Regions from separate parts of the Sus scrofa genome. Here region 2 is linked to region 1. A link is a contact called in public HiChIP or PLAC-seq data. All regions are on one chromosome and are shown on one strand. The core of a region is the stretch at or near the end of the contact, and the rest is flanking DNA. Distances in the headings are between cores, read along the strand shown.

What was found. HiChIP or PLAC-seq counts read pairs in DNA pulled down with a chosen protein or histone mark.
Region 2: a contact with region 1 is called in an H3K27ac HiChIP or PLAC-seq map of skeletal muscle, with 8 times the contacts expected there. The contact joins the promoter of XPOT here to the promoter of TMEM5 in region 1. A contact is called at or near these places in 2 of 5 promoter capture datasets (fetal liver and liver) and 2 of 2 datasets of contacts at active chromatin or transcription factors (alveolar macrophages and skeletal muscle).

Annotation. Positions count from the first base shown.
Region 1 is chr5:28,243,188-28,250,226 of Sscrofa11.1, reverse strand. It overlaps TMEM5 (transmembrane protein 5), which reads right to left and starts at 2,818. Exons shown (of 6, transcript XM_005663949.3): 1 at 2,512-2,818; 2 at 1,487-1,642. The coding sequence starts at 2,680.
Region 2 is chr5:28,675,399-28,683,041 of Sscrofa11.1, reverse strand. It overlaps XPOT (exportin-T), which reads right to left and starts at 4,071. Exons shown (of 29, transcript XM_021091942.1): 1 at 3,939-4,071. It overlaps C5H12orf66 (UPF0536 protein C12orf66 homolog), which reads left to right and starts at 3,947. Exons shown (of 3, transcript XM_003126348.4): 1 at 3,947-4,472. The coding sequence starts at 4,238.

The DNA of each region.
Region 1 (7,039 bases), core at 1,569-4,068:
GGATCTTCTTAGCCATCTTAGTAGAAACTGGAGACAGACAGGGGATTATGGAGGAAAGACCTGTGAAGGAACTCTTGTCTAGTAAAGTGAATCTTTGTGACATACTCAGGAGACCCATGAGGTTCTCAAGAATATTATATTAGCAGAAACACTGCCAGCTTGGACTAAAAGGGAGAGAGGTTGAAATGAAATAAGCTTATTGGACTCCCCAAATCCTAATGGCAGGAAATGGGCTGATAAAACTACCGAGTTGCAAATACATGCTACCCTTCATGAAAATGGAAAGATTACTCCAAGGGTGGAGCTTAAAGTCCAGAAGTAAAGCTTTGAGACACAGCCCTTGAAACCTAATGGATTTTGCCTGGTTGGACTTCAAAACCACTTAAACCTGTAACTCCATTTTCCTTTCATTTTCTCCCATCTTGTATGGGAAGTTCCATAACTGGTATACTATGACTGTGCCTAGAGAATAGGCTGATGAATGCAGTGTTTGATAAAACTCATTTGGCCATTTGTGCCTACTGGCTTGAAATGAGAAAAGTCTGGAAACATGAAACCTGTTCAGAAGTAATTTAATCAAAAACTAGAGTGGGGAAATGGAAACTTAAAGGAAATTAATATTAGAGATTTTATAGAGAAAAATGTTGCTAGAACTTGATGACTGGATGCCTGGGTCTAGTTACTGGAAGCTTACAGATCAGCAGTGATCTTCAAGACTGTATATATGTATGTAGGTGTCCATGAATTTATGAAACATCACAGGTCAGGCATTACTATTGTTTCCTTTCACCTGGTACTTTCAATCCATATCTCTTACTGTCCATAAATCCAACTCAAGTTTAATGGCCAAATAAAGCCCCTTCTAATTCATTAAATTCTTTCTGACTCTTCTGCCACTGAGGATTCCATTCTCTAATTGAGCATATTACATACATTGAACACTAGACTCTCATGATACTCAGAGCAAAAATGCTTTTAAGGGCATTCAAGTTCAATCAACTACTTACTATCTGCCCTTCTCATACATTCACAATGAACATTGGCATATTAAAGGCTCTGACAAAGGCCTGAAATAAAGAACTTTGTTTAACTTTGTCCAGTTCAATGTTTTCCAAATGTGTTTGGCCATTAAGGGCGGGGGCCATAGCTTATACTGGTGCATTAAGTGTGTAATAAATACATAGTTTCATGAAAACCCAGTTGACATAGGCATTTTAACATAATGATACTTACACAACCCACTCTTTATATGTACAAATAAAGCTGTACTCTGCTAAAGACCAACAACAGAATATATGTGTGCATGTGTGCATTGTATTTATACAGATATTGTCTTAACAGAAAAGGGAAATGGGATATTGAGAAAAAGTGAAAAAATGCATCATGATGTCTTAGATGATGAAATAAATTATAAATGTATTAAAATAAGATGAATTTAATACTAATAAAGTGCTTTTTATAGTCTTAGTGTTAAACATTAACTTACCAATGGCAGCTTTGCCCCAGATTTGTACATGGAAGTCTGTTTTCCCCTTTGTGGACTTATTTAATATTTGAAGGCTAGTTTTAAGTCTCTGCTGTTGCTCATTTTTTTCATCTCCTTCCCAAGGATTCCATTCTTCACTTCTCAAAGTAGATTGCTCTGCTACAAAAAGAGTAACAATTGTTATCAACAAGGTACAGCTGCAGCTATAAATTCAAGCTATTTAAATTAGATGTTAAGGAGTTTAATTACATCCTAACTTCGATTTTTCAGAGATAAAGCAACAGAATTTGAAGTTAAACACAAAATAAAAAAGGAAATAAGAATTTAATTTTGACTGAATCTTTACTCTGAAAGAGCTTGAAATAAAACATTAACACGAGGCAGGAAATTCTAAGTCTTATAAGATAACTGAGTACGGTAATGTGTAGCGAGTTACAAGTTTAACTTGTGCCAATTCTTTATAGATTGTATATATGTAACGCAAGCTATATACAAAAGCCTAACTTGAACATGTTATGTGTCCAACAGTTTTAGATGTGTATGTGCAAAATTCTGAAAGAAGGGAGAAATAAGCCTGAGTCCGCTCCTGCCATAGGTCAAAATGCAAAACAGGGGATAAGAACTTGGAGATAAAGCTCTCTGGCCTTCTGAAGTCAAGGCAGGGTTAGAGAAGGCTCTTTGTTTCAATATGGAAACAGATGTCTTTAAGCCAGCGGCATTCTCGCCAACCTCTGACATTTTGTGAGCGCGCCTTTGATTTTTAAGATGTGTTTTAAAGGTGACCGCACCTGTCAGCCCAGTGGGAGGGGCATGTTAGATCTGGGCAAGGGCCGAATCCCGAGGCCAGGGCCGGCTACCTGGAGTTGAGCGAGGAAAAGCGTACCCCGGGGCCTGGGGGTTAGTGCCGGACAGAGAGCAGGTCGGATGGCCACGCGGCTCTGCTAGCCCGGCCCCCACCGCCCGGCAGCCGCGCGTCCGCGTCCGGGCGCGCAGCCGAGGAGGGAGGCCACTGCCCGGTGTCCTACCTCGGCCGCGCCTCTCCCGCGCCGGGACAGCCCCCTTCCTGAGGCCCCGCAGAGACGGAGCCGGCGTCCGGCGGCGGCCCCCGAAGAAGACGTGGTAGGCGGCGTAGAGGGAAAAGAGGCAGTACAGGGCGATGAGAAACGAGCACAGACGCTTCCGCGTCAGCCGCATCCCACTGAGGCTTCCCGTCAGGCCACCGTGGAGATGGGCCGGAGCTGAAGCGGACGCTCCGCGCCGCGGCCCTGGCGGCGTCCGGTGCAGGCCCAGGCGCCGGCGGGCGTCACCAGAAACGGCCCGGCCCGCCGCTCCTCTGCCCCGCCCTCGCCCGGTTCAGGCCCCGCCCCTGGCCCCGCCCAAGCCTCTCTGCGGCTCCTCCCTACCCTAGGCCCCGCCCCTTCGGGAGCGCTGAGGTCCTCCTTGACACAGACTCAAGACTTGGGCATTGAAAGACCACACCTTCCCATCGCTGCTCCCAGACCTCTGCAAGGGTATCCAGGAACCCTTTCAACGCTACCCAACTTCCTATGTACAGAATGCCTTCACTGTTACCTGATCTCAAAGGAAAAAACCCCAAACAGCACCTTTTTTCATGAAGGCCACACGAGGGCATGGATCACTGCAGTTTTTGATCAACATGTGATTCCTAGTCTGCTGCATTGACAGGTGAATGAACATAGAAACCCATTAAAGAAATTAAGAGGTGGGTAATGGCACAACATTGTGAATGTAATTCTCATTTAATGGTACACTTAGAAATGGTTAGAGTAGCAAATATCATATTATCTATACCTTCCCAAAATCAAAATACTTTTTAAATTAAGTTTTATTGCTATGATGTGACTTCAGTGCACAAGCCATGCAGTCTTTTGTCAGAGGCTGTAAAATTGAATGGTGTCTATCAATTTTCTATGTTAACCCTTGTGAAATTGGGCTCTTCCCCCCACCCCCCACCCCCACCAGTTGGCTGTTTCTGGTATTGCTGTTCAATTTGTCTGGCAGCCTTGGTAGCTAGAAAATTTATGGGATATAAGTGTGGAGTTGACTGTTAGAGCCACAAGTTGCTGTATCCTGATAGATTTAACGCTACTCCAGTATTACTCTACTTTGTCTTAACGTTTCTGGATAAAATTTCCAACACATCAATTAGCAAAAACTTACTTTTTCTGAATTTAATGCTCTTAGAGTCAGGACTCTGTCTTTTAAAATGACATCTAGATAATCTGATAAGGAGAATTTTAAGACTGGAAGGAAATGAAGGTTCAGAGAGGTGAGGTGATGACTCAAATCATATACTTTGTTAGTGGCTGAGCTGGGACTGGAAATCCTGCGTCTGTTCTCTGCTCTGCATCATTGCTATTAGAGGAGCTGTGTTCTGGCCCCTCAACCTGTTTTTATTCATTTTTTTTTTGCTTAAAAATATCATATACTAATAATAAAAAGCTTGAGTTTAATCATACATCTTAATTATCCATTTTCCAATTTGACTCCAAGTACGGCATGGTTGTTCCTCCAAATTAAATCTGTCATCAAAGGATAAAACTGTACCACAGTTGAGGATATTAAAACAAGGCAGTAAGTTTGTGAAAGCAGATTATAAGAAGTTTCCAAAGTTTTTTGAGGACATTAAGTGAAATAATTATACATATCTAACCAAGATATTTTTTAAAATTTTATCGAAGTATAATTGATTTATAATGGTTTGTAATTTTTGATGTACAGCAAAGTGACTCAGTTATACATATATATTATTTTTCATATTACTTTCCATTATGTTTTATCACAGGATATTGACTATAGTTTCCTTTGCTATATAGTAGAACTTTATCTGTACTATGTATAATAGTTTGCTTCTGCTAATCTCAAACTCCCACTTTTTTCCTCCCTACTACAGGTCTGTTTTCTATATCTGTGAGTCTGTTTTTGTTTTGTAGATATGTTGATTTGTGTTGTATTTTAGATTCCACATATAAGTGATGAAAATATGGAACACTTCACGAATTTGCGCGTCATCCTAGTGCAGGGGCCATGCTAATCTCTGTATCGTTCAAATTTTAGTATATGTGCTGTCCGAGCAGGCACCAAGATATTTTCTTATTAAAAACGAGACAATGGTTACTATCTGAAGCCTCCCTTTGCCTACAGATTCTCATTTTTAGTCTTCTCCTAGGAAAAAAAAAAGTGTCTTTTTAAAAACTTCCCTGTGGATATTATTTTTAGCCTAGTTGTAGCTTTACTGTTTATTAGCTATACAAAACTAAATCAGGTTGCTTGGCACCTTATCTCTTTCTATAAAATGGGGTTAACAATGCCTACCTCATGGTTTTTATGTTTTTTGGGAAATCATTTTTTCTTTTGCTTCCACTTACCTCCTTTGCCCAATAAAATATTTCAGATTTGGCTTTTGTTGTTGTTGTTGTTAAGAGTCTTTAGAGGGGAGCTCCTGTCGTGCTCAGGAGAAACGAATCTCACTAGTATCTATGAGGACACTAGTTCAATCCCTGGCCTCGATTGGTGGGTTAAGGGTCTAGCATTGCCATGAGCTGTGGTGTAGGTTGCAGATGTGGCTTGGATCTGGCATTGCTGTGGCTGTGGCCTAGGCCAGTGGCTACAGCTCCAATTTGATCCCTAGCCTGGGAACCTCCATATGTTGCAGGTGCGTCCCTAAAAAGAAGAAGGAAAAGAGTCTTTAGAGTGATATTTTAAACAGAAAATGAAACATTTAAAAATGGAAATAAACTCTGATGATAATTGTGAATTTGAAGATGCCTCTATTTAGAATCAGCTAAGACAGTACTGAGGAAGTAATCAGCTCTGGGCAGTAGAAAGGACTCAGAACTCCATGGTAGAGAGGATGGTGATACTATAAATATATAAGGAAAAGATGAAAGGGAGAGCCATTTTTTTTAGTGGAGGATGATTGGCCTTATTGACTTTTTTGTCCTGTAAATCTTTTTTTTGACACATTTTTATTGAAGTATAGTTGATTTATAACATTGTGTTAATTTATGCGGTACAGCAAAGTGATTCAGTTATGCATAAACATTCTTTTTTAAGTGTTCTTTTCCATTTTGGTTTATCACAGGATATGAAAAAGTCCTGTAATTTAGGCAAAAGATGAAATGGTTATTAGGATTAGATGAGACTGGGGCAGCCCAGAGTACACTACCTTCAGTCACTAACCTTTAGTGCATCACCTTAAAGATCATACATGCTTAGAGTTCCCATCATGGCTCAGCAGAAACGAACCCAACTAGCTGAGGATGTGGGTTCCATCCCTGGCCTTGCTCAGTGGGTTGAGGATCAGGTGTTGCTACAAGCTGAGGCATAGGTTGCAGAGTGGCTCAGATCCAGTGTTGCTGTGGCTGTGGTGTAGGCCAGCGACTGCAGCTCTGATTTCATCCCTAGCCCAGGAACTTCCATGTACCTCAGGTGCAGCCTTAAAAAAAAGAGATAGAGAAAAAGATCGTATACGTTTAATTTGTGTCTGTAGATGATAATGCATCAGTAGCCTTCCATCACTCTACAGACTCACTTTTCACAGTGTCTCTGGTGCCTAGCACAGGATCTGACATATTTTAGGAACACAGCAAATATTTGCTGATTGACTTCTTGTCAGTACCAAAATGATTTTTTTTTCAAGACTTATACATTTCTGGGCTAGGTAGATCTATTGAGAACTGAGCCCACCTATATCCACAGAGCATAACTATCAGGATTTAAAAGCTCAGGCCATCTGTAGCAATATGATTTTGTCTACTTGTCTTGGTTAATGCTCACTTACTGTTTTTCCCTCCCTTACCCACCATCCTTGAATGTGTTTCTCAGTTCTGATTTTTTATTTTGTAATTACTAGATTGTCCATTTTAAAACTATTTTCGGAGTTCCCATCATGGCACAGTGGTTAATGAATCCGACTAGGAACCATGAGGTTGCGGGTTTGATCCCTGCCCTTGCTCAGTGGGTTTACGATCCGGCATTGCCGTGAGCTGTGGTGTAGGTCGCAGACTCGGCTCGGATCCCGCGTTGCTGTGGCTCTGGCGTAGGCTGGCAGCTACAGCTCCGATTGGACTCCTAGCCTGGGAACCTCCATATGCCACAGGAGTGGCCCAAGAAATGGCAAAAAATTAAAATTAAAAAAAAAAAAAACGATTTTCTTCCTTCTGTTTTCCTGTTTGACATTTTTTCTTTCTTCAGTTGGAAAGTTGCTTCAAAATTTTTATTATTCACTCTTAATAATAAAATCATGAAACATACTAATTTACATCTACAACACTGGTTATATTTTGCAAGTGTGGTATTTGCCATTTCCCATGCCATCCCATGGGTTTCTTATTTAATCTATTAGTGATTATAAGAGAGCGAGCTGTGAAATTTTAATTACCAAGTGGTAAAGATTTGATCTGGCTTTTAAAATTTTTAAAACCAATGTGAAGGTTGAAATGGCATTCTGTTGTTTTAATTACCATTTCCCTGCTTAATAGTGAGGGTAAATATCTTTTAATATATTTATTGTTTTGTTTTTCTCTTCTG
Region 2 (7,643 bases), core at 2,822-5,321, 430 kb before region 1:
GGCCGAACCAGACGACCATCCATTTAAGTAACTTGCACCTTTGTAACATGAATGTTTTACCAGCTCGTCATGTCATTAACTCAACATCTCTTCCTGGAGTTCCCATTGTGGCTCAGTGGAAACGAATCTGACTAGTAACCATGAGGTAGAGGGTTCAATCCCTGGTTTGCTCAGTGGGTCAGGGATCTGGTGTTGCTGTGAGCTGTGGTATAGGTTGCAGACATGGTTTGGATCCTGCATTACTGTGGCTGTGGTGTAAGCCTGCAACTGTAGCTCCGATTCAACCCTAGCCAGGGAGCCTCCACATGCCGTGGGTGTGGCCCTTAAAAAAAAAAAATCTTTTCCTATAAAATTCTTGAGACAAGGTTATCAGCCAATCAAATATTTAGCAAACATCTATTAAGCTTGTGGAATTAAAGAAGCCTCAGCTAAAATCAGAGTCAGATAAAAAACAAACTTAGGGTTACCAAAGGAGAAGGGGGGGAGGGATAAATTAGGAACTTGGTATTAAAATATGTACACTAGTATATATAAAATAGATAATCAACAAGGACCTACTGCATAGATTCAATATCTTGTAATAACCTATAATAGAAGAGAATGTAAAAAAAGAATATATATATATATTTTTTCAACTGAATCAATTTGCTGTACACCTGAAGGTAACACAATATTTTAAATCAACTATATTTCAGTAAAAATTTTAAAACAAATAAATAAAATCAGAGTCAGGATGTGTCTGCAGGGAGAGTCTCACAGCTCTGCATCATCAATTACTCCAAACTGGAAGAGACATCCCCCACATCTCTCCCACAGGAAGGTACTGCCTACTTTAATACCCAACAGGTAGGAAAAAACATCTTTCTGGTCAGCCACAGCCCAGCCAATCAGAGACTGCAGCACCCCAACCAATGAGAATCCTCCATACTTTGGACTCCCAGCTTCCTCCAATGAACTCTTTAGTTATGACAGCCCCTACCAAGGCCACCCTTTTCTCTGTAAAAGCAAGCTCCCCTCCCATATTCTCTGGATTTGTCCACCATTGTTCCCATAACTGAATTGCAATTCCTTTGGCTATTCCTGGATAAACTTGTTTTTGCTGGTAAAGTAACTATTATTAAAGTTGATAAGTTCAAAGCATTATTCTAGGTGTTCTGCTGGTTAAAAGGTATGATTATGCGAATGATAAAAACAATGATAATAGTAACAATAAATATTACTAATACATTTTTTCCATTATTCTATGAAATTTTTTTTAAATTATTTTTTATTGTTTTTTTCCCAATACAATTTTTTTTCTACTGTATGTCATGGTGACCCATTTACACATATATGTATGCATTCTTTTTTCTCCCATTATCATGCTCCATCATAAGTCACTAGACATAGTTCTCAGTGCTAACATTACCAATATTTATCAAGCATCTACTTTCTCCTAGAGTTTTAGACACAGCATATACTCTCATTTAACCTTAATATATATTGCCAAATGTTTTCTAGGAAGATCATACCAAGTTATACTCCCATCTGCAAGGTATAAGAACAGAGTCACTGCATGTTTACCAGCACTTTAAAAAAAGTTTTTAAAAAATCTGATAGGTCAAAAATAGAATTTTTTAATCTGCATTTCTGTGTTTACTAGATCTTGATATTTTAAGCACATCAAACCTTTGACATATGCTACAAATATCCTCCCACCCTCACCCCCACCCCAAGTTGGCAATTTCTTGAAATTTTCTCAGTCAAGTCAATCTCTTGCTTTGTAATTTTTTCCAATTCTTAATTCTTTTGTAATTAGATTCTTCTCTATTTCTAGATCAATTAAATTTTCACTTGTATTTCTCTCGAGTTTAGGGTTTTGCTTTTACACATGTAATTATTTTGTGTTGTAGGATACAGGGTAAAAGTGTCCCCCCCCCCATAATCACGTCTCCTTTACTGTTAATTGAGTAAGTTTTCCTTTCTGCATTGATTTATGATGCCACCTTTACCATCCACAGAATTCTTATATTATTTGAGTATGTTTATGACTTTTATAACACTTTTCCTCTGTATTGGTTTTGGCGCTGGTACTACAACTTTTTTGATTGCTGACTTCTACTCATTCATCAAGAACCATCACATTCTCTTCCAGAAATCCTCCCTGATCCTCCCAAAAAGATACTATCGCTGCCTCTTTTTCCACCTTTATAACATATAAAATTCTGCCTTGTATTGAAACTGAGCAGGGCCCTGTGGGGCTCCTGGGCACAAATGCCTTTCTGTGTTCCCCATTTCTTGTTCTTAGGAAATCGGCCTCATTCAGCCTCCATGGCCTTCCCTGAGTTACAAGGGACAGGTTCAGACAGTTGCTTATCAGGGAAGAAAGGGGATGCAAAGACAATGGAGGAAGAGTCAAGCAACAAAAGGACAGCCTTGGGGCAGAATCCTGGTTCCGTCTCAAGGGATATACATATATATATATAAAATGATGCAGGCATCTTACACACCTAAGAGAAAAGTTATATTCCTTATGCTTCTTTTAGAAATGAAGACTTTAAAATTGAAGAGTTTAGAGTCCTTCCTTGTCTTTCTCCCTGGCTTAATTGCACTCTGAACCCAACTACCCTGAGCATGTCTGTGTGTTAAAGATTATTGGCACACGGTTTTTCAGGAAATTCCTGTGTTTGTTCTAATCTCTGATCAATATCCCTTTTTGCAAGTACTGTTATTCTAGGCAATAACTCAGAAGACCACCATCACGATCATGCTGAGATCTCCTGATGCCAGCTTTGATGACTAAGATTCCCCCTAAGAAAGAAGAATGCGTGTCTGCCCCAATCCTGATTCCTATCTAAAAACCTTTCTCATTTTTACTATAAAACTCCCTTCCCAAAGGAGGGCAGTCTTTAAGGCATTAGCCTGATGTGGCCTCCTTTGCCTGGCAAAGCAATAAAAGCTATTTTTTTTTCTCCTTCACCAAAAACTCTTGTCTCGAGTCTCTATTTGGCACTGACAGAGGCCAAAATTGCAGCAACAGTATCACAGTAAAAGAGTTTATCTTAATTATATTCTTAACAGCAAGGAACATGTATACTATATGTTCACTAAAATCCTATTATGGCGTTTGCATTAACAGGTAATGATGGCATAACAGATTTCATTTAACAAAAAAGAAAAAAAAATAGGCAATTCCTTCATTTGTCCAACAAACATCATTGTGTCAGCCATGATGAAAAGATTACAAAGGTGGATGAACCCTAGATTCTGCTTTAGGGAGTTCACCACTTAGTAGGAAAAAGAAACACGCAAATACATGTGATTAAATACAACATGACTAAACGGCATAAAATAAATAAGCATGTACAAGGAAAGAGAAAGGTAAAAACTGCGAACTCTGCGAGCGGTGGGGAGTGTTTCAGGTAGAGGACCTATCTATGAGCCGAGTTTACGGTGTTTCCTAAACGTCAGAGGGATTTGTAATTAATCTTAGTGACAAAGTATCAATTCAGATCCTTTAACAGACGTTACATTAATGTAACCCTCATGATGATAACTCTTTAAGGAAGCCTAATAGTGTGGGAAGAATGGCCAAGCTTAAGGAGCAGCTCTGCTTGTAAGCCCTTTCGTTAGCACGACTCCGAGATGACTACAACAAATGGAACCAAGGCGAACATTAACCACCACGTGTGACTGGATGAAAATCAGACAAGGGGATAAATTTACCCACGTGGGGCTTCTAATCTAGAAACCACTTAATGGAGTTGGATTAAAAACAATGAGGACTACAGACTTGTTTTTGTGAAAGCCAGCACAATTCCAAACTCGCGTCTCGCATTCTCGCTTCGCGTATCACCGGCCTGCGGAGCCCCGGCCAGATGTTAAGAACTACTGACGTCACGGAAACGTGACGTCATAGGCACTGACGCAGTCTTGCAGGGAGGGGCTTCTCAGCTCACCTCAGAACGCCGTCAGCTCCACAGAGCAGCGAGTTGGCAGCCTCGCGCTCTGGCCTGAGGGTCCGAATAATCAGAGCTGCGGGAACGAAGCGCAGAAGTCACTCAAGAGATGAGGAGTGGCCACCTCTCTCTCGCCTCGGCCCTTAACAGAGTTTCTCTCTAAAGCCCAGGCGGCAGCGCGCTCACGAACCCGCCGCTTGCGGCGGTCACGCGCACGCACGCTAGTGCGCACGTTCCCTGAGAACCCGGAAGTGCGAGGGAGAGGAGAGCCACGTGGGTGGAGCTGGAGCGCAGTTCGCATGGGGGAGTCTATCCCGCTGGCCGCCCCGGTCCCGGTGGAACAGGCGGTGCTGGAGACGTTCTTCTCTCACCTGGGTATCTTCTCTTACGACAAGGCCAAGGACAATGTGGAGAAGGAACGGGAGGCCAACAAGAGCGCGGGGGGCAGCTGGCTGTCGCTGCTGGCGGCCTTGGCCCACCTGGCTGCGGCCGAGAAGGTCTATCACAGCCTCACCTACCTGGGGCAGAAACTAGGTACCTCCGCCCCGCCCCCTATGCCCCTTGAGGAGGAAAGAAAGGGAATATATTCCCCGATCGGCAGTGGCTTGGGTTCCCTGTGTCTGTCACTCCTAGCCGCAGGCTCAACTCGGCACTTCCAGGTCTCCTCCCACGAATCCCTTCCTTCCCTCGGCTTCCACAAACCCCGCCCACCGGCCTCCGCTGCAGATAGATTGGCGGATTGGGTGGATGCTCTTTGCAAGGCTGTGCTCCAAACCGATGGCTGTATCCATTTTATTCATGCATGGATTGGTGCCATAAATGAGAAGTTAAACAAACTCTGTGCCCTCGCTCTTCTAACCAGTGACAATGCGGTCAGGGGAGCAAAAGTTGGCAGTACAACCTAATTAGAGTTAATGAACACTATTGTCTATCCTCTTAAGGTTAAGTCCCCGGAGAGTTGTAAGTGGAATCCTAACCCCTCTTTGTAGATCTTCAATAAATATTTAATGAATGAAGAAATAAATGAATACTGGGCAGGAACGGCAAGAGATATGCCTAACACTAGCATGAAGGGCCTTACAGGGAAAATGGCAAACATTCTTATCATCCCGTGATAAATCTTGCCCCTGGAAATAAGATGAGCTTATTCAGCAGATTTTCACTAGTAGAACCAATTAGTATGAGTAGATCAGAAGGAAATAATGTAAATGACGGCCAAGGGTTATACATACAAAAATTACTATTTATAATTACCAATATTATGAATCCCAGAGCTTTTAGAGTTGTTTTGGTTCTTTGGCCTATTTTCGGCCCTTGAATATCAGAGGCACAGGGTCTGGTGTGAATGAAGGACACATATATACAGTATAAAATTAGAAATGTACAATCGAGTGCTGATTCCATTTCGAGGCGCCCCCTCCCCCCTCAGTTTCCTCATATTGCCTGAAGGTGACTATGTACATCTAGCTTTAAGTAAACACTCAAGGAGCAGGGCTTTCTGAGATCTTAACTTTGCTGTAGTTTTTCGATTAACTTGTTTTTTGGTATTTTGACTTATTGGCCAAAACTGGCGAAATAGTTTCACCTTGTGCATCTTTCCTCCCCTTTTAACAGTGGCACTTCTCGTAAATTTACAATTAGTGTTGCAGTGTTATTATTCCCCTTTGTATAGGTTGGCAAATTGTGGGTGTGCAGTTGTGTGGGTAGGTGACAGAGCCCACATCAGAATACCTACCTTTGAACTGTTAGATTGTGTTTGTATCCATATGATTTATAAAAATCGTAGCTGTTTTATAATTTACATATTATACATTATGTAATTTACATATTATTATGTATATATGAAAATGGATTCTGGCTGTTAAATTGAATGTGGCTAATTTGCTGGCAGTTTTAGTGTTTTTAGATTCCTCCACCCCCTGAAGAATGGTGACTGATCGCCATGCCATGATTCTTAGGGTTTTTTTTTAAGCTCACCTATGAGAATTTGATGACACCTGTGGCCTCACTCCCCAGAAAAATATATATGTAATATAATTTTGTATACAGTCTGAGAGGGTTCAGTTGGATTTCCTAAAGCCTGCTTATAGAGCTCAGTGAAGAAATCTGCTACTGTAGTTTAAGTTATACATGGCTGATATTATGTAAGTAGAACTGGCTATGCCTAAGAATATGCATTAGGCTATCACTGTCTCCGACTTGGGTTCTGTGAAGTGGCTCTTATTATGTAAAGCGATTAGTTCTGCATGGACCCCAGCCTGTATAGGTGAGCCTGAGGGCTGTGCTTTGAAATTGATCCACAGAGCAATTTATACTGTGAAACTTTCTCATGCACTGTTCAGGCTCCCAGGTGACCTGTCACTTTGGAGTGAATGTTCTGAAAATGGTATGTTAACTTTAATACTTAATAATTTACTTGCATGTACAGCAAGTATAGGTTCCAGATGTAAATTTTTAACTTTGCAAATACCTTACAGTTTTCTTGGTACTGCAGTATTTGTGATATCAACATGCTGTAACTTCATGATTAACTCTCCATTTTCTTAAGAACTTGGGAAAATTTTTGTGTTGCAATATAAAACAGTCCCATGTTCTTCAGCTACTTTGCTATTTAGAACATTTAAATGGTTTTCTTTAAAAAGCAAAACAAAAAGTTTATGTGTATTTTTTAAACATGTAGAAAGCATGGTTTAAAAAAGTGAGTCTTTTTGAGTGGTGTGAGTGGTGTTTATTGGAAACCTTAGCAGTGAATCCTGATTAAAGATGCAAGCGTGAGTCTTTAGACAAAGAACAGACCTGGCAGGGAGCCCTCTGTTCCTGTCTTGACTCAGCAGCAAAACTATGGGCAGAGCCCTTATTTCGGAGCTTTCGCTTTGCGAGGAGACCATACCTGTTTGGGGAAGGACCAATGATTAAAATATACTGACTCGGAGTTCTCGTCATGATGCAGTGGAAATGAATCCAACTAGGAACCATGAGGATGTGGGTTGGATCCCTGACCTCGCGCTCTGTGGGTTAAGGATCTGGCATTGCTGTGAGCTGTGGTGTAGGTCGCAGACGTGGCTCAGATCTGTCGTTGCTGTGGCTGTGGTGTAGGCCAGCAGCTACAGCTCCTATTAGACCCCTAGCCTGGGAACCTCCATATGCCGTGAGTGCGGCCCTAAAAGGACAAAAGACAAAAATAAAATAAAAAACTGACTCAATACCTGAGGAGGACTTTGGAAGGTCATAACTTTCTCCTCTTTGTTTCAATACCGGAATGTTTCCTCAACTTCTGGTTGTGCTGGAAGTTACCATGGTAAAAATGAATTTAAGAACTGATGTTTAAAGATTATCATTAGCAGGAAGCTGTAGAATAAAATATTCCATTAGATATTTTGCGAACTCCTTTAATATACTTGTTACTTGCAATTTCCTGATGTGAGACAGACTGTTGAAATCTTGAAATATAGTGAGCATTCATAAAAAGAGCCTTTTGGAAATAGTTCAAAATAATCATTTTATAAGTTCAAAAAACTGAAAAGAGAAAGAAGTCTGATGTCTTCGATTCCGTGTTTCCCAGTGGGAAGGAAGGCCAGTTCCCATTGGATATTCCTAACCAGGATAGTCACCAAATCAGCTTTGCTCTGGAATGCTTTGAGAAGAGAGACTTCTTTAAAAGAAACGGGCTGGCTGGTGGTCTCTCCCTTCCTTCAGCTGTCAGTT